Linked DNA regions of Mus musculus: region 1 is linked to region 2. A link is a contact called in public promoter capture Hi-C data. All regions are on one chromosome and are shown on one strand. Each heading gives the region's core, a stretch centred on a gene start, on an enhancer-like site or on the middle of the called end of the contact. The rest is flanking DNA. Distances are from core to core; before and after follow the strand shown. Region 1 overlaps Xpr1 (xenotropic and polytropic retrovirus receptor 1). Region 2 overlaps Xpr1 (xenotropic and polytropic retrovirus receptor 1).

What was found. Capture Hi-C pulls out chosen DNA fragments and counts their contacts.
Region 1: a promoter capture Hi-C map of adipose tissue shows a contact between it and region 2. The contact joins two enhancer-like sites. A contact is called at or near these places in 1 of 39 promoter capture datasets (second pharyngeal arch cranial neural crest), 2 of 15 datasets of contacts at CTCF or cohesin (the G1E-ER4 cell line and pro-B cells), 31 of 484 Hi-C or Micro-C datasets (3T3-L1-derived adipocytes, the 63-12 cell line, B cells and 25 more), 1 of 115 datasets of contacts at active chromatin or transcription factors (bone marrow-derived dendritic cells) and 3 of 9 other capture datasets (adipose tissue, liver and pancreatic islet).

What each region holds. Positions count from the first base shown.
Region 1 is chr1:155,396,165-155,403,735 of GRCm38.p6, forward strand. All of the region lies in intron 1 of Xpr1 (xenotropic and polytropic retrovirus receptor 1), which reads right to left. Among named protein-coding and RNA genes, the nearest start is that of Xpr1, 17 kb to the right of the region's middle. Within about 2 kb of position 2,472, at least 6 of the 459 cell types and tissues checked have an H3K27ac peak or open chromatin away from gene starts, as enhancers often do.
Region 2 is chr1:155,303,935-155,310,581 of GRCm38.p6, forward strand. Xpr1 (xenotropic and polytropic retrovirus receptor 1) reads right to left here. Exons shown (of 15, transcript NM_011273.2): 10 at 5,017-5,188; 11 at 3,688-3,882. Among named protein-coding and RNA genes, the nearest start is that of BC034090, 63 kb to the left of the region's middle. Within about 2 kb of position 5,372, at least 2 of the 459 cell types and tissues checked have an H3K27ac peak or open chromatin away from gene starts, as enhancers often do.

The DNA of each region.
Region 1 (7,571 bases), core at 1,222-3,721, 89 kb after region 2:
CATCCACTTCTGTGTTTGCTAGGCCCCGGCATAGTCTCACAAGAGACAGCTACATCTGGGTCCTTTCAGCAAAATCTTGCTAGTATATGCAATGGTGTCAGCGTTTGGATGCTGATTATGGGGTGGATCCCTGGATATGGCAGTCTCTACATGGTCCATCCTTAAAGATTTATTTATTTATTATATGTAAAGTACACTGTAGCTGTCCTTAGACACTCCAGAAGAGGGTGTCAGATCTCGTTACAGATGGTTGTGAGCCACCATGTGGTTGCTGGGATTTGAACTCTGGACCTTCGGAAGAGCAGTCAGGTACTCTTATCAACTGAGCCATCTCACCAGCCCCCAATCAATGTATTTTCTAACATCACCCTATTAAGAACCAGATTTTTTGCTCCAGAGGCAGAATCTGGTAGATCCCTGTAAGTTCCAAGCCCACAGTAAGCTCTAAGCCAGCCAAGGCTACATGGTAAGACCATCTTTGAAATTTAAAAAAAAAAAATTAAATTTTAAAGGCCCTTAGTACAATGCATTCAAATCATATAGAAAATATTTTTGGTCCTTTCTAAGAAATATCAATAGTAGAACACTTTGAGACATTCATCTTTCAAAGCATAAGCTTAAAGATATATGCATAGACCATGTAATTATATGTGCCAATTCTTCTGTTTATTGGTAGTTTTGTTACCCACTATTATAAAAATATTAGAAAAATGGAAAAGATCAAAAACCTAGTGCTAAACACTGGCTCACTGAGTAAGAAAAACAAAAAGTTCTCTAAACTAATCCCCAAAGACAAACGCAATGTTCCCTCCATTGCTGGCTACCTTCAGCCTCCTTTACTCTTCTAAATCGCTCTTCCTCACTGTGTCAGAGCTCGCTGACACTTAGTCATTTTAAAAGAAGTTTAAAGCTTCCATGTGAAATAAGATTAACAATCTTGCTCCTCTTCCTCCTCCTTCTCTTCCTCCTCTTCCTCTTCCTCCTCCTCTCCCCTCTCTCCTTCCCCCCCCCTCCGTCTCTCTCCCCTCTTCCTCCTCATCACTTCTGACTTTGGAGCTGGAGACTGAACCCAGGCCCCTGCCCATGTCAGTCACACACTCACATATCCACTGTCAAAAAATCCAGTGATCAATTCTTTGTTCACTTTTCCCTTCAACATACTGTACTAAATTTTGTCAAACAAACCAAGTGTTTGTGGAAGTCTTGATACTAATTTGGAGCAAATTACTAACTAATTTACATTTAACTAATACTAAATGGGGGAAAAAAGTTACTTGTACCATAAATCCTGAAAGGCACCACCACTCTCTATTTCGGGGGTTGGAGGCGCACTGGGAACTGAACCTAGAGGCCTATTGTTAGATACATGTTCTACCTGCTATGATTCCCAACCCCAAAAGTGCTTTTATGGCTCTCCTAGCCACTCCAAGTAACAGTTCTAATCTAGGTAATGGAGTGACTCTAAGTTAACAGAGAGGGAGCACATAATTCCGGTTATATGGAATGTTGACTCCATATATCTATCTCCTTTCCCTCTCAAAGCTTAATGACAATGTAGGGATTACTTTAAGTATAAGCAGTAAGAAAAAAGGAATGGGGAGGGCGATAGCAGACAGCAGGTTCAGCACATCTGCCAAATCCAGAGCACAGGTAGAGGAGTGTGACTTTACCACACACCATGGAAAACTTGAAATACCTTCAGAGTAGGATTCCAGCAAGAAGCAAGCCAATGGAAGTCTATAAACCCAGAACAGGCCAAGAACTGGAAGTACCATGTGGTTGAGAAGGCCAGTTAAAGAAGAGGCTAAATATAGGATTGGTTGAATAAAGTAGTTAACAGGTCTACTCCTGGCTACCACAATACTTTCCACCAACATCATTTAGACCAAGAAACAGAATTAAAGGAGAGAAGAAGGATTAGGATACTGACTCCAGACCAAGCAGAGGACAAAGATGACCAGCATAGACTAGAATAGATAATCAAGTCTATTCACTACCTGGCAGGATTCCAAGTTGGTTTCTTCCCACTAACTCTCTCACAACAAGTGTTATGAACACGCCAACTAAGAAAATATAAGTGCAGGGGCTGGGAACAGGTTCAGTAAGAAAAAGTGCTTGCTGGGCAAAGCATGAAGACCTGAGTTCAAATTCCCAGGGCCTCTGTGAATAGTGAGAGGTAGCAACACGCACAGGTCCCCAAAGCTGCAGGGGACAGGATCAAGGGGATCCCTGGGGTTTGCATGCTGCCAACACAGCTCCAGGTTCAGAGACAGACCCTGTGTCTCACAGGATAAAGTAGAGAGTGACAGAGCAGGACACTGATGTCCTCTGACCTCTGAGCATGTGCAGGTACAAGTACCAGAGAACACAACTGGAGGAAAACTACAACATTGCCCTGGACTCTTTGTCCAGTACGCATTATTTAAACAATGGCATGTGAATATGATGATGATTATGTAACAGCCTCAACAGAGCTCATTTACATACACACTCAAGAGCGACCTCAAGCTCTTACTATTTTATTTTAGATAAAGAACCCTCCTGTGAGTTTGCTTTAAGGTAGTTATCCATCTTTAATTTTTTAATCAAAGTAGAGAGGCCATCAACCTTGTACTAGAAAATGCTATTCTAGGTTAGTTTCACTAACAAGGGAGTTATTCTTCCTATACGCCCACAGGAATTGTGAGAAACACAATAAATTTTTCAGGAACCCAGTAAATGAGACTTTAGAACATTTACAACATTAGAAACTAAGTCTTCCCTAATAAATATGCTAACTGTAAAACTACTCACAATGAAATAACAAATGTATAAACCTTGTTATTGTAAATTTTCTTAAGTAAAAAGAACAGATGTAATTAGTGTAATAATAAGAATAATCTCAAAAAGTTGTTTTTTGTGTGGTTTTGTCCTGTTTTTTAATCATAAGATGTGGTCTTAAAGCCAGAAATTCTACTTTCCATAGATTTAGGAGGGTGTAGATACTGGCACTTCTACAGTTTTAAAATTGCACTCATTATTTAATTTTTTTTTTGAAGCTCAAGAACAATTTTACTAGAATTTAAAAGAAAAATACTCGGGCTAGAGAGATGGCTCAGCAATTAAGAGCACTGATTGCTCTTCCAAAGGTCCTTAGTTCGAATCCCAGAATGGTGGCTCATAACCATCTGTAATGGGATCTGATGGCTGCTTCTGATATGTCTGAAGGTAGTGACAGTGTACATAAAATAAATAAATAATTCTCTAAAAGAAAGAAAGGAAAACCATGCAGGAGCAGACAAGTTACACATCTAAGCAGCTGCCCAGAGGAGTAAGATGGGGGAGAGACGAATAAGAGTCCTGCACTCACCATGGCGCCACATGGAGTAAGAGCATGTGAGAAGGCCATGTTAGGTTCTGCCAGCTGCTAAAGATAGAGACAAAACACAAGGCAAAGCAAAGTTACACCTTCCCGAGCCAAAACTCAGAACTTCATGCTGGTTTGATTTGGCTTAGAGGGACAGAATGTGTGTGTGTGTGTGTGTGTGTGTGTGTGTGTGCGTGCGTGCGTGCACAAATGCCACAGTGTGCCAGCAGAGGACAGAGACAATTTCCAAAAGTCAGTTCTCTCCTTTCGCTCTGTGGGTTGCAGGTATGAAACTCTGGTGCTCAGGCTTCTCAGCAGGGCCCTTTGCAGGCACCCACAGTTCTGCTTGATAAGCAGCCTGAGTGACTATAGCAAAGAGTCATCAGACCAGTCTTTGAGAAACAATCTTCAACAGTTCCAAAATGAAACCTTGATTCAACAAGCCTACCAACACTGGCATCTGCCACCATGGATGCTGGTAAACCCAGATTCAAGGACAAAATAAAGGTGCACCAGTAGTAGTAAAAGGAATCTAAATTGGGATACTTTGCCCTTGTCATGGCCAGGAATAATAAAAGTTTTAGAGCTTTGTAGTAGCCACTAGCCACATGTTACTATTAAATTTTTAATTAGCTAAAATTAAATATTCAGTTCCGCAGTGTCATAAACCACATCTCAAAGACTCATCAGTCACATGTGACTTTGGCCCTATACTGGACGACACAGATACAGAACATTTCCTGCATCACTGAAAGTGCCCCTGCCAGTGCTGCACTGCAGTTGCCAATCAAGATGAGTGCCAACGCTATTTTCCTTAGAACCAAATAACATCCCTCTAGTGATAAAAGCTGTAGCGCCAAGTGTCTGCCCTAGCTCAATAAAAAAATAATACATTGGGAAGAAAAGCCCCTTGGTCTTGCAAACATTATATGCCCCAGTACAGGGGAACACCAGGGCCAAGAAGTGGGAGTGGGAGTGGGTGGGTAAGGGAGCGAGGCGGGGGGCGGGGGGGGTGTATAAGGGACTTTCCGGATAGTATTTGAAATGTAAATGAAGAAAATATATAATAAAAAATTGAAAAAAATAATTAGCACTGACTACAATAATATACAGACCAGGTGTTTTACATACAGTATCACAATTACTGAAAATGGCATTTACACCATTCTAGTGTAGAATCCTAAGATTCAGAAAAGGTTTATAACTATCAAATAACAAAGCCAGACTTTAAATGTCTTAAAATCCAACTAGGCTGAGGCTGGAGATGTAGTTCAGTGACAGAATGCCTGTACAGCATCCACAAGGCCCTGAGTTCAAATCCTAGTTCTGGAAAAAACAAAGCTATGAACAAAACATTCATATACTAGGATAGGAATTCACACTATCTTTTTAAAATAATCTTTAAAATGTATGTGTGTATGAGTGCATGCATATACATAACACAGCACATGTGTGGAGGTCAGAGGACAACCCATGGGAGTTGGTTCTATCCTTCTACCATATGATTCAGATCATCTTTGGACTGGTAGTAGATGCCTTTACCTTCCGAGCCATTTCTCCAGCCCAATACTAACATTAACTTTAAAAGAAGAGAAGGGGAGGGGAGGGGAGGGGAGGGGAGGGGAGGGGAGGGGAGGGGGAGGGGAGGGGAGAGGGAGAGGGAGAGGGAGAGGGAGAGGGAGAGGGAGAGGGAGAGGGAGAGGGAGAGGGAGAGGGAGAGGGAGAGGGAGAGGGAGAGGGAGAGGGAGAGGGAGAGGGAGAGGGAGAGGGAGAGGGAGAGAAGAGAAGAGAAGAGAAGAGAAGAGAAGAGAAGAGAAGAGAAGAGAAGAGAAGAGAAGAGAAGAGAAGAGAAGAGAAGAGAAGAGAAGAGAAAAAAATAGAATAGGGGAGAGACCAGCAATAAAAGTAAAGGTGAAGGATGGCTCAGCGGTTAAGAGCACTGACTGCTCTTCCGAAGGTCCTGAGTTCAAATCCCAGCAACCACATGGTAGCTCGCAACCATCCGTAATGAGATCTGACGCCCTCTTCTGGTGTGTCTGAAGACAGCTACAGTGTACTTACATATAACAATAGAGAAATCTTTAAAAAAAAAAAAGTGAAGGTGAAAGGGCATCTCAACAGTAACCATGGCAGCACATCCAAGCATATTTCAGTAAAAAGATATCAGACTCACCCAAACAGCACAAAACTTTGGCCTTGCAGAATGAAATGAGTGCACCATAACTCTAGCTCTCTAATGACATGCTCAGCCAGTCTCATAATTTACCTCCTCTCATCAGACTGGTGGAGAGAACCGAGAGCAGAATGATGGCCAGGGAGGCCTAGTCTCGCCTACAGAGTGAGTGCTTGAGTGCATTCCCCACGGTAAGGAGTAATTCCGCACACGAGTATTTACACATTATCACTCCTTTGTGAGCTTACAATATTCAGTCAACCACTTAATTGTATACCATTGGTCAAGCCCCATCAACCTAGGGTCAGTGAAAAGACCAAATTCAGACAGAACTTGGAGCCCACTGCATTCACCAAAGTAAAGGCATTCTGTGAAGCTTCTTGGCAACTAGTGAAGTAGTGTTCCCAAGCAAGGCGCTGACCTCAAATGACACCTTTTTTCAAATTCTAGCGGCATTTATTATCCCTGCAGCAAATGCCCTGAGAGTCCTAACTACCAAGTTTCTCACATTCCATTCCTCCTCTTCCACCCTTTTCTCAGTCAGCAGACCCAGTGCACAAGAAACCCACCACAGGCCTAGTAGAACTGAATTTGAAGGAGAGAAAGGGGATGGAGTACATGGAATGGGGTTCAGGGAGGAAAGAGAAGGGGGAATGACATATTTATAATCTCAAAAGATTACGTTAAATAAAAATAGAATCTGGACTAGACAAATGAGCTCATAATCTTGATTCATCCTAAACTACCTGTGTGACCTTGGACAACTACTAAAGGACGACTTTCTCCTTAAAAAATAAGATACACATCTATATGTCAATAGGCCTGCTGTAAAGATCACACATAAAGAGTACTTAAATATGACAGAGTGAGCTAGATGCTAGATGGACAATATCTACTATCTGCTTGACATACAGAATGCACCTGATAAATGTTACATTGTAACATCAAATCGAAAAGCCACTAATGACAGCACTGTCTTATCTACTAACACTGAAACACTATATACCAACTGAAAAAACTATATAGCATTAATTTTAACACACCCCAATTTCATTTAAAACATGGACTATAAATAAAACTGATTAAATAAAACGTTGGTTCAAGCCTTTATAATTTTTTACTAAACTATTTGATAATAGTTTTCCTGGTTTTGACCATAATCTACCTAAAGCATCATTTAAGATACAAATAACACACACATCACTTTGTGTCATCTCTTTAAGCTCTTTTATGGATCAAGAAAAGTAATACATACCCATGATCATAGATAGCATTTAGGAGGCTGAAGTAAGAGGATGGCAACTCTAGGCTACACTCTGAGATTCTGTCAATACACAAAGAAGTATTTACAATTCACACCCAGGGAAATACCTTAGTGTTCTCACTAAGTGTCCTAGGTCCTTTAATCCCTCCCAAGATCCTTTGCAAGTTCATTCTATAAACTGTCCAATATATCTACTAAAATCAAAAACATATATGTTATACATGTAATACTTATATATAATGTGTGTATCTGTGTATGTATACATACATATATATTTATATATAATAATTAGAAGACCATGTCAGTTAAAAATTCCTCAGAGGTAAAAATTAGTGCTCAATGATACCCTCAGAACCCCAACATGATTCCCAAGGGTGCAGCACCATGACAGAAATAGTCTCAAAAATAAAGCACACCTGCTTTTTTGCATTCTAGCACTAAGGACTTTGTAGATATGCTACCTTAGCCAGCCTACTCAGCCTAAAAAATCAGTGTTTTCTCCTAAAAGGAATAACACAACCAACTTTGGATAGTAAATGCAAAATGCCCAGCACACCAGAGCACTCTATGAACATTAGCTATGGTTACTATTGTCATTATTGTTTTACTGATGTTTTAAAAGAAAGAGGGGCATTCATGAATAATAAATATGCTTAATACATACTCTAACATCCTCTAGACCAGTATTTCTCAATCTTCCTAATGCTGTGGACCTTTTTTTTTTTTTAATTAATTTTTACTTATATAAGTACACTGTAGCTGTCTTCAGACACACCAGAAGAGGACAT
Region 2 (6,647 bases), core at 4,122-6,621:
TGTTACACATCCATGTAATAATCCCAGCACCCAAGAAGGAAAACAGAGAAAAGAGGATCCGAACTTCAAAGTCATGCTTGCTACCTAATGAGTTTGAAGCTAGCCGGACCTATGTGTGGCCCGGCCCTGTCTTTTGTTAATTTTTATGTAAAACCTTGTCTCCCGTCCCCCCCCCCCCCTGTCCCCTCCCTCTTCAAGACAGGGCTTTTCTGTGTAACCCTTGCTATTCTGGAACTCACTCTATAGACAAGGGTTGCCTTAAACTCAAAGATCTACCTTCCTCTGCTGGGATTAAAGGCATGCACTGATATCACCTGACATGAGACCGTATCTTGAAGGAAGGAAGGAAGGAAGGAAGGAAGGAAGGAAGGAAGGAAGGAAGGAAGGAAGGAAGGAAGGAAGGAAGGAAGGAAGGAAGGAAGGAAGGAAGGAAGGAAGGAAGGAAGGAAGGAAAAAAATGAAACCTGGTCACAATTCAAATGTTAAAAATTTTGTCATTCCAAGTTCTAGGCTTTTTGGTAAAAAACTTATTGATGTATTCAATATGCAGCAATCATAAAATATTTTTAAAACTTTAGGAATATGACCAACATAAACAATAAATGGTCTCTCCATTTTCCTCTCCATGCCATTCATGTAGCACACCTATAGAGTCTATACTGTGATTTCAGGAGCAAGTCTTAAAATAAATTCTGTGAAGTAAATAGACATAGGTATTATTATCTCCACTTTAAAGATATGGCTATGTGTGAGACAAAAACAGTCATGACAAATGGGGCCAAGGCAAACAGAAGTAGGAAACAGGATTGCTTCTCCTTCACATTGCAAGGTGAGGCTGGCATGAGCCCCATGGCAAAGTGACTGCTTGGCACACCACACTCAGGCCCTGAGCACAATCCTGGTATCACAAAAAAGAAATAAAGAGACAAGCAGAGCAGCTCACACCTGTATTCCCAGAACATGGGCAGTGGAGGCAGAAGGACCAGACGTTCATGGTCATCCTCAGCTACACGTCATCTGGACATCAGCCTTCATCTGGGGCCTATCAGGCTATGTGAGAGACTTCTGCTGGGGGCTTTTCTGATACACTGCTTATACAAAGTAGTACTCTATTTTGAAGCCTTTCAAACCTCCATAAAATTTACCAATCTAACCATTCCTTAGTATCTATAGCTAAACAAAGCCCAATAATTTTAAGACAGATATGGGGAAAATTCTCTTAGCACCTTGTAGTGAAAGGATATAATCTGACATCTTTTTTGTTGTTTTTGAGAAAAGAATATAATTTACAGTTTACATATATATGTAGCAGATAAGTCATCAATGTATCAAATATGTCAATGTAAAACTACACATTAAACTATAGTTAAATAGGATATATATATATATTTTTCCCCCCTAGTACAGAACTGCTTCATTTAAAGATAAATTGATAAATTATGTTGGGTCAAACCTCTGTTCGCATTCCCCAACTCCTTGTGATACTGAGGACAGAACATCCATTTCCACATACGCCAACTGTGCAAATGCAGAGGTCAGAAAACAACCTGAAGCAGGCAGTTCTCTCCGTCCACCATGGGTACTCAGGGCCTGAACTCAGGCTGTCAGGCTTGGCTGCAGGTGCCTTTACCTGTGAAGCCATTTTGCTGGCCCATCCCAGCCTTCTTTGTACTTTTTCTTACACTGTGCTGAGGTCTGAACACAAGAACTTCATGCATAATAATAGGTAAGCTACATTCCCCATTATACTTATTTTGAGACAGGGTCTTGCTAGGCTGGTCTGAGGCTGCACGTCATGGCTGAGCCTCTTGACTGTATGTAGTGAGAACACCTGGACCAGATTACTTACACTGTCCCTTTAAAGCCACTCGCTGTCCACTCCTGTATCTGAACAACTCTGTGGCTACGGAAATCTGTCAAATGTGTTCTTTGAGTGTTTTCCCCAGTCATTCTCTACGTTATTTTTTGAGACAGGGTCTCTGATTTAACCTAGAGCTCAATGACATGATTAGTATGACTGGCAAGCAAGTCACAATGTCCATCTCCCCAGAGCTGGGATTATAGGTGCTTGCTGCCATGCACAGCCTTTACATAGGTGTTGGGGACCAAATTCACATACTCAAGTTTGTGCAGCAAGCATTTTACTGAGTTATCGCTATAGCCCTAAAATGTATGCTTAGCAGAACACTAACCTTACCAATCTAAAAGCTAAAAATTTTATCAGACATCCCAGACCTCTACAGAGTTTCCCTTGGGTTTGCCGTGGCCTGCTTACTTGTAGTCACCATCAATGTGTTCAGTAAATACCTTCATTTATGATTTTCTTTGTTCTGTAACTAATAAAATCTAACGTAACCACTTCCAATGGTTACAACCTGAATCTGTGCTCCCAGGTTACCGTTACTTATGTTTGCCTCAAGAATAAACTATCTCTTATTTCCTGAAGTGAGTACTGTATTTGTGTCAACAGCACCAACAGCCTGGGCAACTTTCAGCTTCTTAATGAATATATTACTAGTATAATATATTCAAGTAGCCATTTTTACCTAAGATGGGAGGCAGGTGTGTCTCTGATAATTTAGCAAAAGGAGCCACATAGCATCTTGCACCAAATTAATTGTCAAATTTACAAATTCTCTAATAACTTTATAAATCACAGTGCATGCTGGTACTGACTACTGGCATTCCCTAGCAAGAACTAAAATTATAGGAGCTGTGGGGATGCTTCCTTCACTGAGGTACTCAATCACATCCTATCACTTAGCAAGAATGGTGACCTGGTGGCAAAATTATTGGCTACATTTATCAATACTATTCTAAGCACAGAATCTATGTCCTAGTGTATACGCTCAGAGGCACCAATCTCATGGTGCTGTGTCCTCGTCTGTCATGACATCAGATACAAGTTAGAGCAACAGTAGTTTTGTACCTCTGAATAAATCTCCCAATACAGCCTCACAAAAAAGGTTACTGAGAACGATTTACCTGAGTATTTAAAAAGCACTCTACTCATCTGCATTAGTCACATCTCTTTGCACTGTTCAAGGTGTGGGCTGACGCTGTCTATTCAGCAGACAAAGAAGGAAAGCATTTTAATACAAGGAAGGGAAATCACTGATTGACAGTTCTTGGGGAAAGGTTAAAAATTCAAAAGGAGTGTTCAGCATGTGGCTCTGAACTTAAAAGCTTTTTTTCTCTTCCCAACAGAAGAGCAGTAGCAAGTAATAGCAGGTTGCCATGGAGACGAGAAACTAGAGGGATCAGAGAACTCAATTTGCAGTTAAATGGGCTGGAAACAATCCTTACTAGTTGGTGAAAGAAAATGATTAAAAATATACTTGATTGCCAGAGGGATTCTTGTGCACCTAGCCATCTCTTAACCTCATTAATGAACAAGGAAATCTCAAAAATACCTTCTAAACCAGTAAATGAAAACCCAAGGCATCCATAGGTTAAAGCCATTGAGCATCAGTCAGGATTCAAACAACATCACAATTCTTACCCAACTGACTGCAAGTCTTGTTCATGATATTTGCTAATATCCATTGAAATGAGATTAAAACTGTGTTCAAGGCTAAACTGAGATAACCAGGGTCTGGCGCCTCAGCAGAACCAGCAGCAGGGATGGCAAAGTCCAGGAAAGCAGATTTGAGAAGTAAGAGCTAAGATGTCAAAAGCTCAGCATACCTTCGTGAGTGCTGTAAAGGGCTGCAAATGTCACGGTGAAGAAAGTTGTGGAGTATTTGCCAGCATTTACTAGATGAGGAAAAGCCCTCCTCGTGTCACGGTACCGGCGCAGGCACTGGATGAAGCGAAGCCAAGCTGGAATACATTGAACAATGGCTCGCACACCATATGAATATTTGTGGCAAAATTCTGGTTCTGTGAAGATTTCAAAGAAGAAGGAAAAAAAATTACAGTTCAAAAAGATGAATTGTTCACATCCTTTAGTCACACAGTACAACTCCCCATCAGTGTGTGCATAAGACCCCAGCCTGTGGGTTCACAGTCACTTTCTCCTGTGCAGGTGCCATTTGTTCACGGTCTTTAGTGGCTGATAAGCCAAGGCGACCACCGGGAAAATATGTTCTTTGAGATTTCTGAGTATCCTAGAATCGAAAGTTTTTTATTTTTTGTTTCAAGTGTAATAAAGCTATAGGAAAAGTGTCTAAGAATAAAAGGAAGAAAAACACGTGCTTTGTTCTATGACTTTAAACATATGGAAAACCTAAAAACATCACAGGTACCATGACAGTTTTATAAGTGGCAAGCTACTATAAAACAGACCCCGAGTACATCTTCTGTGGCCTCCCTTCTAATTAAGAACAAGCCTGTGCTTCATTATTGGTTTTTATTGCTGCTTTGGAGTGGTTGTAGTTTTTGAGACAGGATTTCATTATGCATCCCAGGCTGTCCAGGGACTATTCTATGGTTTCAGCCTCCTCAATGGTGGGACTACAGAGGCTTGGTAGGCTGCCACACCCAATGTATCATAATCTTTTGTGAGAATATGCTATAGAACTGTCTATATTAGACCTGTTATGAATGCTAACTACAGAAATTGGCATTACCCAAGCCTGGGTAAAGAGCTAGAAGGTCAAGACTTCTGAATTGACCAGGATGTTCTCAAGGCACTTGACCTGATTCTAAGCAATCAGTACTTAGATCACTGACACCTACAATGGCATCTTGAGCATTTCTGTGAGGACAAATTGCTGGCACTCTAGGATTTGTGATATAGCTACCAACACATATGAACGTTGAGAGATAACTGCAGAATTCTTTAAGTGTAAGTTGTAAATTTCTTGGCAAATGGTTGACTAAAACCCTAACACAACTTAAAAGCCAAATGATTTCAATAAGGAGATTGCTAGCAGAGTGCCAAGCACATTTAATTACATGTGTAATGCTATTGGATGAGTTTTCATCATGACCTTAACTGTTGCAGTTATCATTCCCAATAGTTCTTGGTTTATGCTGGCAATCCAGCAGTGTGAATACAAAATCATACTCTACCTTGTGGATCATTTGGCAACAGGCCCTTACTCTCATCCCATTTAAGCTCAAAACTGTAGAAGCAGATCATATATTCCAGGTCCATGAGAATCACTGACAGGCTGTTCAGCTGATCGGCCAGCCAGAAATCAGCAAAGCCTACCTTATGGAAGGGAGCAGTAAATACTCGAAACTGAGAAAAAGAAAGGAAAAAAAAATGAGAAAACACAGAAACAGTTCTCCAGTTCAAGGCTGACTGACCATTCAGAGTGACTGCTGATGAAAAGGAAACCAATAAATCACAGACACACACAAAGCCCAGACAATGAGGTTAGGTCAAGTAGGAAAGTAGGAAAGAGTTGAGTGAAAAGGTAAACAGTGCTCGTGGTGAGTATGGGGTTGTTGGCAGGTAAAAAACAGAAAGCAAGAGGAGGGAGAATATACTAGGCATAGTGGTTCATTGCCGTAAGCCGGCATTTAGAAAGCTGAGGCAGGACTGCAACAAGCTTGAGGCTAGCCTGAGCTACAGAGTAAGACCCTGTCAAGAAGAAGCTGATGGCAGCACAGAAAGGCAACCTGGTGTTATGCTACAAAGCATTTCCTGGATAGGAGACATTCTTTGCCTAGAAAAGACAGGAAGGGCCAGACAGTGGTAGCGCACACCTTTAATCCCAACACTAGGGAGGCAGGGGCAAGCAGATCTTCGAGTTTGAGGCCAGCCTGGTATACAGTTAGTTCTAGAACCAAGGCTGCACAGAAAAACCCTGTCTCAAAAAAACCAGGTGTGTGTGTGTGTGTGTGTGTGTGTGTGTGTGTGTGTGTGTGTGTGTGTGTGTGTGAACAGGCAGAGAAGGTGATTACATCATCTGAGGCATGTCACATTCTCTAACCTAAATGACATTCTTACAGCATTGGGTTTCGAACCCAGGACTTTGTGCATATAAGGCAAGCACTCTACCACTTAATTGCACCCTAGCCTATGTAATATTGATTTCACTAATGTGATGGCAATGACTATGTTCACCTTGTAATTTCCACAAAAATCACCTCTCTGACCACTATTCTGAAAATAATGATAAATCTATTAAGCAAACTTACTGAACACTAACTCATGTAATATATTCTCTTAGGGTTTATGGAATAGTATAGCTCAATTTTTATAACAATTCTTTTCTTAAGGGGAGTAGGTTGAGACAGACCTCACTATGTAGCCCAGGCTGGCCTCTAACTTGAAATTCTCCTGCCTTTACTCACGAAGTGCTAGGATCATAGGTATGTAGCAGCATGCTTAACCTTCTCTCATAGCAGTTCCAAAGCTAGGTCCTTTGTTATTCCCATTAACACAAACTCATCTTGACATGTTCTGTATAAACCTGTTATAATTGCAAAGGAAATCCTGGCACTGCAGAGCAGGATCAGACACTAGTGCAATCCACCAGGGATAAACTCAAGTTGTTCAAAGGACCCGGACAATCCTGCACGAAGGAGTATGGATAAAGATAGCTTTTATCTTTATCCTCTTAGATTCCCTTGTTTTATTATACAAAAGAAAATGTATAAGATAATAATAAAGTATTCCTCTGACACAGTAGTAATTTTGAAAATGCGTTAAAATTCCTAGCTCTCTGGATGTATAGCTGTATTCATTTAGT